2 separate regions of the Mus musculus genome follow, and region 1 is linked to region 2. Evidence: chromatin contacts called from public promoter capture Hi-C data. All regions are on one chromosome and are shown on one strand. The core of a region is the stretch at or near the end of the contact, and the rest is flanking DNA. Distances in the headings are between cores, read along the strand shown.

Region 1 (7,240 bases), core at 2,782-5,281, about 32 Mb before region 2:
CAATCATGCAGGTACACAGGGGTACACATTGGTGTCTGTGGACAGAGTCAAGAAGAAAGGAGGGCATAGCTCAGAGAGCAAAGGGTTTGCTAGGGCAGTGCCTCTTCAGGCTGACACCCGGCTTCAGTTCACAGTCTTGAGGCCTGGACTTGATTGCGTTCATCCTTGACCAGGAAGGCCGTATCCGTCCCAGGATCGCTGGCCCCTCTACGCAGTGTCCAGACCGCTGCAGGCGTCTGCAGGAGGTGGAAGAGCCTTAACCGCCATTCCAGATTCAGGGAGGAAGAGCCCCGCTCTTAGGCTACCCTGGGTCTCGGGGGAAGAGTTTGCTGGCCTCCGCGTCTTTCCTCCGACCTGCGTGCAGAACAGGGGCCTTCACAGTCTCCGGGTCTCAGGAGAACCAGGTTCTCTCAGTTTGTCTCAAATTAAACAAACCGGAAAAAGAAGGACAAAACCAAAACAAAACAAAACACCCCACAGGCTCCCCCTGTCGCCCCCGATTAAAATGGAATGGGAGAAATGTATCCAACCAGGAGAGGAACCGGAGGCAGAGACAGTCGAGCCATGGCGTCTAGGCCTATGGGATGCATGGATAACCTTTCTCAAGCCTCATCGTGAAGATGAGTTTGGAGGCGGAGCCCGCCTGCATCTCGATCCATACTCTCAGTTCCAGCATTCCAAAGATTTGTCCTCAGCACCCAGTCGTTGGGTCCCTTGGATGTGGGAATCCACCGCGACTATGGAGAAGAAAGCTCGAGAGAAGAGAGCCATTTAACTCGCCCCCACAGTTTTCTGAAAATGAGTCTTGGGCGGAAAAGAGGTAACAATGCCACGTTCTGCCACCTGCTTCAGTTTCCTGTGGGGTGAGAGGGTGGTTAGAACATAGAGGGGGGAATACAGACTCAAATCAAGGGCAGCACAAACCAGCGGTGAGAATGCGGGTCTCCGGCCACCCACAATCGAAATAATAGTGAAAATATAAAACGAAACACCACTGAAAAAAGTTAAAAGGACTCCTCGCAAATACTAAAAATCTTAAGAATTAAACTTCAAATTTTCCGAAAGCGCGATTTTCTAAACGGTTCTACAGCCCACAACATACATATGTTTCGAGCGTATGCGGGGCAAGGTTTCCGAATGTATCCACAGAGTGAGATATGGAGGCCTCCTCAGAGGCCCGGGATTGGTTGGGGCTTTGCCCAGCTCTCTGCAGTCCAACGCTGCCTGGGGTTTGCTGCACAGCGCCTGCTCAGCAGGACCAGGCTTGAAGCCTGGAGGTCTTCCAGGCTCAGGGGCCAACTCCAAGTGACCATTCTCCTGGGTTCTCTGTCACGGCTGGCTGAAGGTTTTGAACGGCCAAGTCGTGCTCACAGTTTAAGCTATTTCAAGTTCAAGGTTCGGTCTTCTCGGGGACCCCCGTGGACCTCTGAGTACCGAGCGCATGCGTCCAGCTTCTGCTCCAGGGCGTTTTTTAGCCGAGCGGATGACTATCCGGGTGGATGACCGGTGCTTCTCAGAAGGATCTGCCATTCAGAGGCAAAGGCTATGGTAGGCTAGAAACGGGGCGTTTTGTTTGGAGACCTGCCGAGGGGGCAGCAGGCTTCAAGGGGCACTCCTGACAGAGAAGATTATTGGTGCCTCTTGGCATTGACCTTAAAACTGTGGCGCCTTCGCAGATCTATCAAAATCAGTTGAATTCTCTTCCGGGTTGCTACGGAAAGCACCAGGGTCCGAGGCAAAGGTGGTGGCGGTGGCAGGCTTGGATTACCAATTGCAGGGATCTGTGAACTACACTTTTCCCTCTTCTGGTACCAATCCCGCTCCACTAAAAGAGTCAGTGTAGGCTTGGCCCACTGCAGGGTGAGAGCAGAGTTGGAGGCCCCATTCCTTCTGTTGTCGCCTTGTTGATCGCATTGGTGATCCCCTTCCAAGACAAAACAAAAGGTTCTTCCCACACTACAGGATCTTGACCAAGGGACGGGCACAAGGGATGCCTTAGAGACTGTGGCTTCCTGGAGGAAGCCTCACTGTGGAAGTCATCTTGGTGGCACAGTATTTATGCCAGCGGCTGGAGACAACGCTTCCATTTTGAAGGCAGGGTGAGCAGACCAGGGGCTACCAGCTTTGTATTCTCAGAGGAAATCTGAGACGTTGGCCAAGCAGATGGTCTGACTCTCCTTTACCTCTAAACTGCTGGCTTTGCACAGCAGCTCATTCTCTGGGGCCACGATGTGTGTGTGTGTGTGTGTGTGTGTGTGTGTGTGTGTGTGTTGGGGGGTAGTTAAGAGAGATTTCTGACTAACACATCACACCAGTAGACAGAATCTGCAGGTCACTCCAGTGCTACCCCACTCCTTCCTTCCACAAATATTTACGGAGAGCCTGCAGACTGTTTTCTGTGACAGCACCCTGGATCCTCAGGCAGCTTCCTGAAGAGGAGGGAATCCTGGAGGCAGGAGGTGAGACAGCAGTTCCGCTCACCTCAGCCTCCAGCTGCCCTTGGCCTTTCCAGTGCTAAAAACCTCTCTCAACCAATGCCACACCCGGGCGTGGGAAGGAGGGTGAAAAGAAGTGGAGAGGGTGGGGTCATTTCTTATGCCCACATAAGCTCTCCTTTGCACCTTAGAAGAATTGAGGGGGCTACGTACTCAGAGGACCAGAGGACAAGGGTAAAATGTACTAAGGAGGGCTCTTAATTTTGGACAATGGGGGCTTGCCTTCCCCAGTGTTGGGTTGGCTTTTCTCATGGAAGCCTCTACCCTCAGCTGTGGTGGGGCTTCGAGCAGTGACTGACACGGGTGACCCTGCCTAGGAGGGATTAGCAGTAAATGACGTCCCCGGCATTTCAGGCCTGTAATGACAGCCTTGTCATTAAATGGGGGAGGGGCAGAGGGATTTACGTTTCTGCATTTGCTTTTTATTTCAGTCCAGTGGATAACTGTACTTGTATTTAATATTTCCATTATATTTTACAAATGTAAAGGAATTACCTTGTGTGGGTACATTATAAAAGTATACCCCTGAAGAGGTACCCGGCATGCGCGTCTCTACTTGACTTAAATGGCTCTATCCCAGAGGACAGAGGGCCACATTTTACTCCCACCTCTGCAAGTCTGCACCAGAGACAGTCCCACTGATGCCCACGAGCAAGATTTATTTGATCTACATAAAGGTTGGTAGAATGGAGGAAGATGGTGTTTGGGCGCATAACTCAGTCATCCTGACCAGGGGAGACGCCTATTCTTAATGCATAGCACTGGCAAGGTCCTTAGCCTAAGAGCTTAGGCTGTGTCTTCATTTCTGGAAGGCTTGCAGATTCCCTCAACGAAACTCAACTGGTGGTCGCTCCTTGTCCTTAGAACCCCTCAGATGACAAAAGGGAATTCATATTAACCCCAGGTAACCTACAAGTCCTCACACCTGCGGGGATTCCTGGTGGTGTAACTGTCTTACACCATCAAGCGGGTCCCTAGAATGGCAGTAGCCACCCAGCCTTCCAATGACCACACCTATTCCCAGGAGTGTTTCTTTATTCAGGGTCCCTGGCAGCGTCTTAATTTAAGAGAGCTTCCTGTACCTCCATGCCCTGCCCTAGCTGGCTCTCAGATCCCCAGGGCCACTCACATGGTGACAGTGGTGGTGGGGGTCAGGAAAGTTGTACTCCACCTGCTCTAAGATATTGACTTGGGTGACAGAAACCTAGGTTTCCCTCCGTAAAAGAAAGTTGGCTACAGGCCTCCTGAGGCCTGTGGGAGGCAGCTGGGGGAAGCCAAGTGAGTGAGTCCGAAACCCCAGGATGGCGGAAAAACAACAGGCCTCAGGCCTAGGATCCAGTTGACCGCAGGACCCGAGACTTCTTTCTCCAAGTGTCTACCTGGGAGAGGCCCAGACCCAGGATACTGGCATTGGAGGTTTGGATCTGGATGAGCGATGGCAGGAGAGTGCCGGGAAAGCAAGTTTGCTGCGGGGGTTGAAGGGGGATGGGTGAAGGGGCTCCGACTTCGGGTGAGGGCGGGTGGAGCCGAGGAAGAAAGCGTCGGCCAGGCCAGGCGGCCAGGCCAGGCGGAGGAGCGCCGGAGCCGGCGGTATCCAAGCGAGTGGGAAAACTGGAGCAGCGGAGCCGCGGCAGGTCAGGCTACCCTACCGCCCACCCAGCCATCTCTAAGCCTCAACCCACGCAAGGCTAGGTGCTGGGAAATAAGGCTGGGTTGAAGCGGGGACGCATCCGACTGCCTGCGTGGCCCAGCCTTCCTCAGCAGCTGCCCACTCGGGTCCCTCCCAATCCTGTCCCTACAGCGCGCGCGTGACTTTCTCCGCCCTTGCTCCGGGGACCCCGGCGCGGAGGCCCTGGCTCTCGGTGTCGGGCTTCTCCAACTGATTCGTGTCCTTACTACACCAACCAGCCCGGATGGGCCTAGAGAGAGAGAAAGAGAGAGAGAGAGAGAGAGAGAGAGAGAGAGAGAGAGAGCACCGGTCCAGCAGGACGAAACAAGGTCCAGCCCCCTGCTTTGTCCCCCGCGTTCAGCTCAGTGTCCCGCACACAATAGGCACTCGGAGTATTTACAGGATGAACTACCAAATGAATGAACCACTGTATGATCTGAGAGATGGACGTTGTAGGGATGTCGGAGGCCCCAGGAAAGGCAGCTTGGTGGCCCAGGGAATCAGAGCTGCGGCTGTCCCCTTACCTCGTACCAGGATGCGGCGGCAGTGGTCTGTCTCACCGAGCGCCTGCTGTCCGTCGCTGTCCCCTCCGCTCTCCCTGGAGCCCGCAGGGCTGGAGGCGGAGGTCCCAGCAATCTCCCTCGGACTCGCGCTACCTGTGTCAGCACGCAAATCTTCCGCTCCGCGGTGCTCTCCGTGACGCCCGCTGCGGCCACCAGGCTCCTCCCGGCGCTTGGGGCCGCGGTCCCGCTCCGCGCCCCCATCGCCCATGCCCGCCGCCACTGCTGCTTGGGCCACAGCAGCCGCTAGTCCTAGCTCAGGGTAGCAGGTCCCTCCCTGCCCCTCCCCACCCCTTCCTCCATCTGCCCCGCCCCCTACAGGCCCCGCCCCCGTCGGCGATTGGGCGCGAGCTGGGGTTCCAGGACTCTGGGTGGATCCAGTAGGCGCAGCGCAACGGGAGTTCGTTCAGGGGGAGGAAAAAAGGAGGAGGGAGTGAGGGGAAGAGAGACAAGGGGAGGGAAAGAGGAGAAGGAGGAGGGATAGGAGGAAAAGAGATATGTGGAGAAGGGGGAGGGGATGGTGTCTTCGCGCCTCCTCGCGTGGGGCGGTGTTTAGAGCCTGGCAATGGGAGACTGGACAGCCCCGTGGTACAGAAGACCGCCCCACACCCTCTCATAAACTTTATTACTCCCTACCCATTGGTCCCTCTCGCCCTCTTCCCTCTGTTCCCTATATCTCCAGGGAAATGCACCTAGCTTTCAGTCTGGCTCCGCTTGATGGAAAACTCAGAGCTCGAGGAGGCGACCCTGACTCGACCCGGCAGAAAAGAGGAGGTTTGCTGGGCTCCGGAACTTGGTGCGGTGGGGGCGACGGTAGAGAGTGGGGTGTAGGTCTGGGGTTCAGGGCACGCGTCCCCCAACCAAGGCACTCACACTCAGGCACACAGAACAGCCACTTATTGTGGGGATCCCGCGAGTTTCGCCAGACAAGCCCGGGAGGCGGATGCTGTCCCCAGCCAGGGTGAGGTGCGGAGCTGGACCGGCAGACCGCCAGGTTGTACTGCCAAGAGCAAACGCTGGGCTCTCCCGCAGCTCTGAGGTTGTCACTCCTGGGACTGACACCTAGAGAATGAGACTGAGCACGGGCTTTTTTTTTTTCTCGCGCTTCTGTCCTGGAGCAGCCCCTTGTTCAGTGCCTGCTCCAGACGGATCTCTGGACAGGAGCCTGTGTCCTCTTGGCTACACGTTCTGCAGAGTCCCGCTTCTGTTTAGACAGTGTCAGGAAGTGTGGGGAACAGTCTCATTGTATTTGACTCAGCTTTAAAAAGAGGTTTGGGGGAAAGATTGAGAAGGATGGTGTGTGTAACCGAGGGTCTATGGCTCCTTTAAAGGCCAGTATCCCGATCCTTCAGACTCTTCTTCCTTTCTTCCACTTGCAGATTTGGAATAAACTAGGTACTAGGGGTGAGCCAAATGCTTGGTGTGAGTCCAAGCCAAAGTACTTCAGGAGATCCCAAGATCTGGTAGCGGGTGTCTGTGACCACCAAGGGTAGGCTTGTGGGGTCTCTGTCTCTGAGGTTGAACAGGTGTTGGGTGTGGGGAGTCAGTCAGTGCCTTGGTCTGTGGTGTGTGTGTGTGTGTGTGTGTGTGTGTGTGTGAAAACGGTTGGAGATTTTGGGAGAGGTGGTAGATGTGACTTGGCGATTCTCACTGATTCTTGTAGTGCTGGAAAAGGAAAGAACAGCGGTAAGAGAGGATGCCTGCTGGGCCCTATTCGCAAAGAAAGGAGCGGGGGTGGGGGTGGGGTATGGCTTCCATGGTGTGTAATTGGCCGGCAGAGGGGACAGTGTGGACTGTCAGTGCCTGCTGGTTGTATGGAAGAGAGAAGAGGGAGGGAAGGAAGGAGAGAATGAGGACAGGATGGGAGAGAAGAAAAGAGGGAGCTGAGAAAGCACCAGCACTTTGCATAGTTAAGGAAACCAGAGAACTGGAACCCATCTGAGACCTAGGCAAAGTGGCCAGCCTTGTACTGGTCCCCTCCTAGCCTGCCCTCTGGAGGGCAGTAGGACTTCTCAGCAGCCCCCACAGCCCCCTCCCCCATTGACCACCTTACCTGAGCCATCTGCATTTATCTCATCTCTGGCTTTCTCAAAGTATGCCCTACATCTAGTATAGAAAAACAGAAGCGGAAGAAACTAGTGGAAGCTAGACCTCATACCCTCCACCCAAGCAGCCTCCCATGCCACCTACAAAGCTGTGTTTGTGCCGACAAAAGCAGAGTTGCGTCTTTTCACAATGTTTTCTCTGGTTGGTTTTTCCAATCAGGGTTTCTCTGTGTAGCCCTGGCTGTCCTGGAGCTCACTCTATAGACCAGGCTGGCCTCAAACTCAGAGATCTGTCTCTGCCGCCTAAGTTCTGGGAATAAAGGTATGTGCCACCACCAGCTTCTTTTCATGATGTTAAATCTTCACTTCACTGGTGGAGGAGGTCAATCAAGTCTTTTTCCAGGAGCCTTTTCTGGGCTCTGGTCCCCAAGTGAGCTGAACCATCCTTCCTGGAGAGGCTGATGGTTTTGG
Region 2 (6,619 bases), core at 2,980-5,479:
TTCCTATATATTGACCTTCAAATGATCAAGGTAGGAAAACAATGGTGACAAAGATAAAATATTTTCCTCTTCTTAATTTTGGGAATAACTTAAGGGCTCAGAATGTCAACCTTGCAGGGATGTTTAAGACAACCCCACACATTCAGGCTGATTAGATTTAACGGTACCAAGTGTATATTCAGTGGTAAAGTAAATATTTCTCAAATGCTACCTTCATGGAAGCAAGTAACCAGAGCCTGTCTATTGTACAGTAGGTAAGTTTTTACTCTGGCCAGGAGCTTGGAGCCAAATAGGTTTTGCCAGATGAAATGGAAAGAGCTGTGGTCACTGGAGTTATAGCAGTAAGCACACCACATCTGGTCTTCTCTTGAAATGAAAAGAACGGAACCCAGCCCCCAAATCGCTCACCCAGAAATTATGACTCTTCCATGGAATTTTTCATTGTACTTTTGGTTAAAGCCATGTGACATCCATCCTCAAGAAACACTTTAGCATCAATATTCAAAAAGCAACCTTTTAGCTAGTTTAGTGACAAAAGATACCTGTGGAAGTCACTGCTTTGAGAGTGCTTATCTCTTTAGAGGACTTTGATCTTTAGATAATATAGATAATCCTGGGTAAAAACTCATGTATAATTCTAAAATGAATATTAGTCCTATGTCTGGTCTTAATTGTTATTTTAAACCATCACCAGGAAATTGCACCCAAAACAAATTAATTGGTAAAAAATTGGTCTGGTCAAGTGTTGTTTTTCCGTAACCTGGTGTAAGTGGGAGGAAGCCCTTACATGCCACTACCAGGCAGTTTAAAATCCTGCCATTTCCCAATTCAGTCTAGAGAAGTGTTTGAGATAGAGGACAGCCCGGAGGCCCTCATGCTAAAGAACAAAGGACAAATACAGTCAATACATCCCATAATGCTTACATTTCCTTTGCCTTTTCCCCTTGGTTTTTCCTGGGAAGGACTGACCTGGGCAAAGCACCCAGCTCTCTAAAAGACACTGTATAGACCTTTTAGAAGCGCAAAGTCCAAGGCCGAGGTGAACTTCAGGTCAGCGCGTCTAACAAATATGAAAATGTCGGCTGGTGAGGGCGCGCCTGTGACTTAACAAAGACTGTCAATGTGTAAGATTAATAAGAAACAAAATGCACACGGTGTCACTGTTCGGTCACTTTGAAACTTGGGACAGGGTTGCATTCAAGTGGGAAGGCTGTTCCAAATATATTCAAAATGATTCAAATCAGATTCAAACCAGGCTGCAAACACTGGGTCCTTCTCGCCCTCCCTCTCCCTCAGACTCCCTTCGACTCCATCTGGGATGCAAGGACATGATGAAAAGTTATTTCACTTAATGGGGTTTTAAGATAGCGATTTGGGGAATATATGCTATCCCTGCACATGGAAAGGAACAATTGTGCTTACCAGTTTCCCAAGGAAAAAATAGTGCTTCAACCCCGCTTGGGACTAGAGCCAGTTGGTGTGCGAAGATTAGCAGGCTCCCTCTCTGCTCCATTTCAGGGCATCCCATCCCCAGGCAAGATGCTGCTGTGGTAAACTTTGGCTTGTTTTCCTAATTGAGTTACTTTCTTTCTACCTTTCGTTTGGTGTCTTGGATCTCATGTTGAAGGCAAGAGATGCTTCTTAGGTTTACTGTTTTTTTTCCAAATGATTATTTGATTCCATGGGATTTTTGCTATGGCTTGCTTGCAAAGGGAGGCTGTGGAAGGTTCAGGAAAGGTACTGAGATTGTTTATTACAGCCATAAATCTTGCAGTAAAATGTCAAAATGTCGGTGTGTGAGATAACACTTGGTGGTCCTGGCTCCGTTTGTGTTTATGATAGGAGCTCAAAGACGTGTTACAGGCCTTGGGGGATTGTGTCAGCCCATCCTCCTTAATAGAACCTCAGGAAACAGAGTTAAGTCCTCTAGCTTAACCGTATACAAAACAGTGCCTCCTTAATACTTAAAACGTGGAAACTCTGTAGACCATTCTGAGGCTAAACAACATGGATTTTTGTGTCTTAGACTCTGTAAATAATATTAAACAGACATGGTTAGGACTCCTCCAGTGCTCAGGGTTGGTGACACCAGAAGCAGACTAGATTTCCTCAAGCTTTTCATCCAACCTGAACACATGCAGATATGCAGTGCATGTGTATTTGTATGGTCTGTCTGTGTGCTACTAATGTTAGAGATGTCTCCTGTCTCATTTGTGTACCTATTTTCTTGCTATTTTCTTGCTAGAGAGAGATATCAGTTTAAAGTAGCCACATCAGGCTAGATTTCCTTCCTCCAGTCTAGAGAAGATATCTAGAGATTAGAATCTTTGTTGGTTTCCATCTATGGCTCAGATTTTCATTTAAAAAAAAAATCATGGTGCTTCCTGTCAGTGGACAGCTCTCTTTACCAGCACAGACACCCAGTGTGGAAAATCTCTTTGTACTACTTCAGGATGATTTCAATAAGAAACTAACATGATCCTTTTTTTAACCTCTTTCCCTAAATTACTTTAAAGATTAGTCTCAATAATAGTCTTCATGTGTCTAAGCATTAAATGACTATCTATCAAATAGGATATATCCCAGTATTTAGTAGCTCAAGTGAGTAACAGATATGAATGAAGATAGAATGGATGTTCTTTCTGAAGTGTCTCTAGGCTTGGGTTATAACTTTCCTGGTCTGCGTTTGAGAAGGCCGTTGTTCTATCCTGCTCTCTGAAAAATCAGCAAGGTGCACCAACGGAAACTGCTTTGCATACCCAGAGGAGAGTTATTTTTTAGAATGGCGGTGATAGTTTGCACTGCTTTACCATCATGCAAAGGATCTAGGCGTGTCTGCTATTCAGAAGAAAGAAAGAGCACAATTCCAGGTACGAGTGAGGCATCAGTATTTACTTCAAAGATCAACATTAGGTGGAATTAATAAGTAATTTATTTGTTAATAATAATGGCATAATTAGTTTACCCATCAAATTTCAATTACCAAATGGCAGGCAACAGTCCCTTCTCTCTCCTTTCCAGAGCTACTGATATCGTTAAAATGCTAATTTTTCAGCAATCGCGGGCTGGTCTGTAAATATAGCCCTTGGTTTAGATCCTGCACGAGGAAACAGCATCCAAAAGGAGAAGGGAGGGAAAAGTTAGAAAAGACCGATTGACAATTAGACCAGGCAGGGTCTTATTGTATCTCAAACTTGTTTTTGTTTGGTGATTGTTCTGAAACGCGAAGTTACTGGATTCGAAGCCGGGTTTTGTGCAGGCGTCGTCTCTCTTCCCACTCTGGGGTGGAGGTCTCACAATAGCGCCTAATAAAGGAGGCACATTTAGCTCTCCTCAGCACCTCCATCAACTGCAATATAGGAAGGTTCCAAGTCTTTAAATGAAAAAATAATGTACAAATTCTGCGTCTGAAAGAAAAAAAGTAAAAATAAGTATCCACGAGGTTTTAGTGGATCGCCCTCGCTTGCTGTACTTCCTTGACCCGCTTGTTCAGCGGCCCTTCTACCCATCCTCCCTGTGCAGCTCCAGCCCTGGCTTCGCAAAGCAGGGACTCCCTAACAGCCGGGTGGATGTGTAGGGCGTGGACAAAGAATCAAAGGGCGAGAAAAATGGGTCCGTAGGCCTCCTTCGTTTTATTCCAGAGCTAGGATAAAAAGCCAGGGTCTGCCTCTTGGTCCCAGTGCCCTTCCCTCTCCTGGAGGGCCTCGAACCCTCGGAGGACCACCCGAAGCCTGGTTGGACTGGAGATCGGCGCTGAGTCGTGGCGACCAGCTGCCCAGAGGCCTAGGACAGACGTGGGCAGGAACAGGGCTCGAAAGGACCCGCAGTCTAACAGGCCCCAACTTCTCAGCCGGAACCCAAGTTGGGGGGCCCGAGGAACCCAAGCTCGCTTCTCCCACCCTGAAGGCTAGCAGCATCCATCACGCATCCCCCGCGCGTTTCCTGATCCGGGTCCGCGCGCGCGGATTTCCCATTGGCCGGATCGCAGCACGTGGGGCGCGGGGGCGGGGCGCGCAGGGCCACGGGGAGCGCGCGCGGGCGGGGGAGGAGCGGCGCGGACTTCGGCGGCGGCGACGGCGGGAGGGGGAGGGGCAGTCGTTTGACAGCGGGGGGAGGGGCGGGCGCCGGGGCCGGGGGGGGGGGGGGGGGGGGATGGGAAGCGCGGCGAGAGGGGGAGGGGCCTCGGCGAGCGCAGAAAAACGACACCGCGAGAAAAATTAGTATTTTTGCACTTCACAAATTAATGACCATGAGCTCGTTTTTGATAAACTCCAACTACATCGAGCCCAAGTTCCCTCCTTTCGAGGAGTTCGCCCCGCACGGTGGCCCGGGCGGTGGGGACGGCGCCGTGGGCGGGGGTCCCGGCTACCCGCGGCCCCAGAGCGCCCCGCACCTGCCGGCCCCGAACCCGCACGCGGCCCGCCAGCCCCCCGCTTACTACGCGCCGCGGGCGCGCGAGCCCAGCTACCCCGGGGGCCTGTACCCCGCGCCCGCCGCCGCCTGTCCCTACGCCTGCCGCGGGGCCAGCCCCGCGCGACCCGAGCAGTCCCCGGCCCCCGGCGCGCACCCCAGCCCGGCCCCGCAGCCCCCCGCGCCCCCTCGGCACTGCGCTCCCGGCCCCACCACCCCGGCTGTCGCGACGGGGGGCAGCGCCCCCGCGTGCCCGCTGCTGCTGGCGGACCAGGGCCCGGCGGGCCCGAAGGGCAAGGAGCCGGTGGTGTACCCCTGGATGAAGAAGATCCACGTGAGCGCCGGTATGTGGCGCCGCCGGGAGGGCAGCGGGCGTGGGGGCGCGGGGCAGGGCGCGGGAGGGGACCCCCATCTGGCCGGCGCTTTGGCTGTGGGTGTGTGCGCGCCGCCCGCAGCCTGGTCCTAACGTGAGAACCCTTTTGTACCCAGGGTCCCTTTATCCTGAGATTTACGAGACGCCAAACTGTTAGGGCAGTAATTATAGCCCCCATAAATTTAATTGCCCTGGCAGAGGCTCCCGGCCATGTGTCTTTGAAGCTTTTCTTCAGCCCCAAAGCCCAGCACCATTCTTTATGGCTCTCGGGTGTTTCCCGTTGTCAATAGCCTGTGAAACATTTTCTTTGCCTTTTTATGTATCTTGTGTGAACTTGGTGTCAGGTTATTATATAATGATGATGTCCGATTGCTCTTCCCCACCCTATCTCCTCTCTCCTCCCCTCCTCCTCTTCTACTTCTTCCTCTTTGGCCTTCTCTTTCGGGGTTCTGGTGTTCAGTCAACTCCAGTTATAACGGAGGCGAACCTAAGCGCTCTCGAACCGCCTATACCCGGCAGCAAGTCTTGGAACTGGAGAAGGAATTCCACTTTAACCGCTACCTGACCCGGCGGCGCCGCATCGAGATCGCCCACACGCTCTGCTTGTCGGAGCGCCAGGTCAAGATCTGGTTTCAGAACCGGAGAATGAAGTGGAAGAAAGACCACAAACTTCCCAACACCAAGATGCGATCTTCCAACACTGCCTCGGCCCCTGCCGGCCCGCCTGGGAAAGCACAAACTCACAGCCCACACCCCCATCCCCACCCTCTCCCTGGTGCTTCCACACCCATTCCCTCCTCCATATAATCTAGAGACCTGGATCAGTTTCTCTCACTTATGTGCCCTACTCATCTCCTGCTCCTGTCCTCATCTGCTCTTCCCTAAGTAAACCCGAGACACCAAAACAAAATCCAACTTGCTGGAAACCATAACCAAAAAGAAGACATTATCCCTGGTTGGTGTGACCCCTCCAAGAGGACGTCTGTCCTCGTCCTCGTTACTGCTTAGTGGAACAACCTGCTGACCTGGACAACTTTGCCAGGATTGGACACCTGTAAGAAAGCACTGGCCATCGACTACCTTTGAGTCAGCCAGACAGCACGTGCTGACTGGGGACATGTACTTGTATGCAGAAGAAGCAGGCCGGTTCCCAGCTTCCCAGCTTTCTAACCTTCCTTCCTCTTCTGCGTTAAGGCAGCTCACATGAGCTTTACTGAGTAGACTTTGTGGACCTCACCAGATTATTTAATTTTCAAAGTGTGTAGACCTTGATGGTAGGTGTGGCATGTAGTTTCCTCTCCTTGCATTTATTTAAGATACTGTTAGAGAGATATTGTTGTCTTATACTGGGGCACAGCGTTGGGGAGAGGGAAATGCATTTAGACTCACTTACAACTGTACAGAGAGATATGGTTGTATAAAGAGGAATGTGCTAAGAATAAACTTCAGTTTATAAGACATTAAAAACCTAAGAGACAGATTTGTGTGTGTTCTAAGCTTAAAAACCAAACCAAACCAAACTACCCCAAGCCTCCTCTTGGTTGAGATACTTGACCTAGTGCGCAGAAGCCTTGTAGACAGGGTGAGCTGGGGTCACATTCTAAGCACACTCACAATGTGTGTGTGTGTGTGTGTGTGTGTGTTTAACTTGGTCTGAATTCTTGCCAAGCTTGACCCACTGTGGAAGTGTTCCAAAAAGCGGGAAGGCTCTTGAGCCCTGAGAGGGCTCCTCTTCTTCCCAAACTTGGCCAGGCTTTCAGGCTTCAAGTCTCTGTAAGGCATAGAACCGTGTGTGTCCCTGCAGTGAAAGGTGAGACCTTGCAGAGCAGAGGCCTG

Evidence for each region. Promoter capture Hi-C pulls out the DNA fragments that hold promoters and counts their contacts.
Region 1: a promoter capture Hi-C map of embryonic stem cells shows a contact between it and region 2, with 6 read pairs. The contact joins the promoter of Vax2os here to the promoter of Hoxa4 in region 2. A contact is called at or near these places in 5 of 39 promoter capture datasets (cranial neural crest, embryonic stem cells, frontonasal cranial neural crest and 1 more).

Annotation. Positions count from the first base shown.
Region 1 is chr6:83,708,992-83,716,231 of GRCm38.p6, reverse strand. Vax2os (ventral anterior homeobox 2, opposite strand) reads left to right here and starts at 4,031. Exons shown (of 6, transcript NR_002871.2): 1 at 4,031-4,129; 2 at 5,407-5,498. It overlaps Vax2 (ventral anterior homeobox 2), which reads right to left and starts at 4,993. Exons shown (of 3, transcript NM_011912.4): 1 at 4,689-4,993. The coding sequence starts at 4,935. It overlaps Gm32943 (a long non-coding RNA gene), which reads left to right and starts at 1,458. Exons shown (of 4, transcript XR_003956456.1): 1 at 1,458-1,548; 2 at 1,963-2,459; 3 at 2,984-3,172; 4 at 3,308-3,434.
Region 2 is chr6:52,189,313-52,195,931 of GRCm38.p6, reverse strand. Hoxa4 (homeobox A4) reads left to right here and starts at 4,229. Exons shown (of 2, transcript NM_008265.4): 1 at 4,229-4,754; 2 at 5,244-6,250. The coding sequence starts at 4,244. The coding sequence ends at 5,590. The region is part of intron 2 of Hoxa3 (homeobox A3); the gene reads left to right. It overlaps LOC115490409 (a long non-coding RNA gene), which reads right to left. Exons shown (of 2, transcript NR_168044.1): 2 at 2,872-3,407.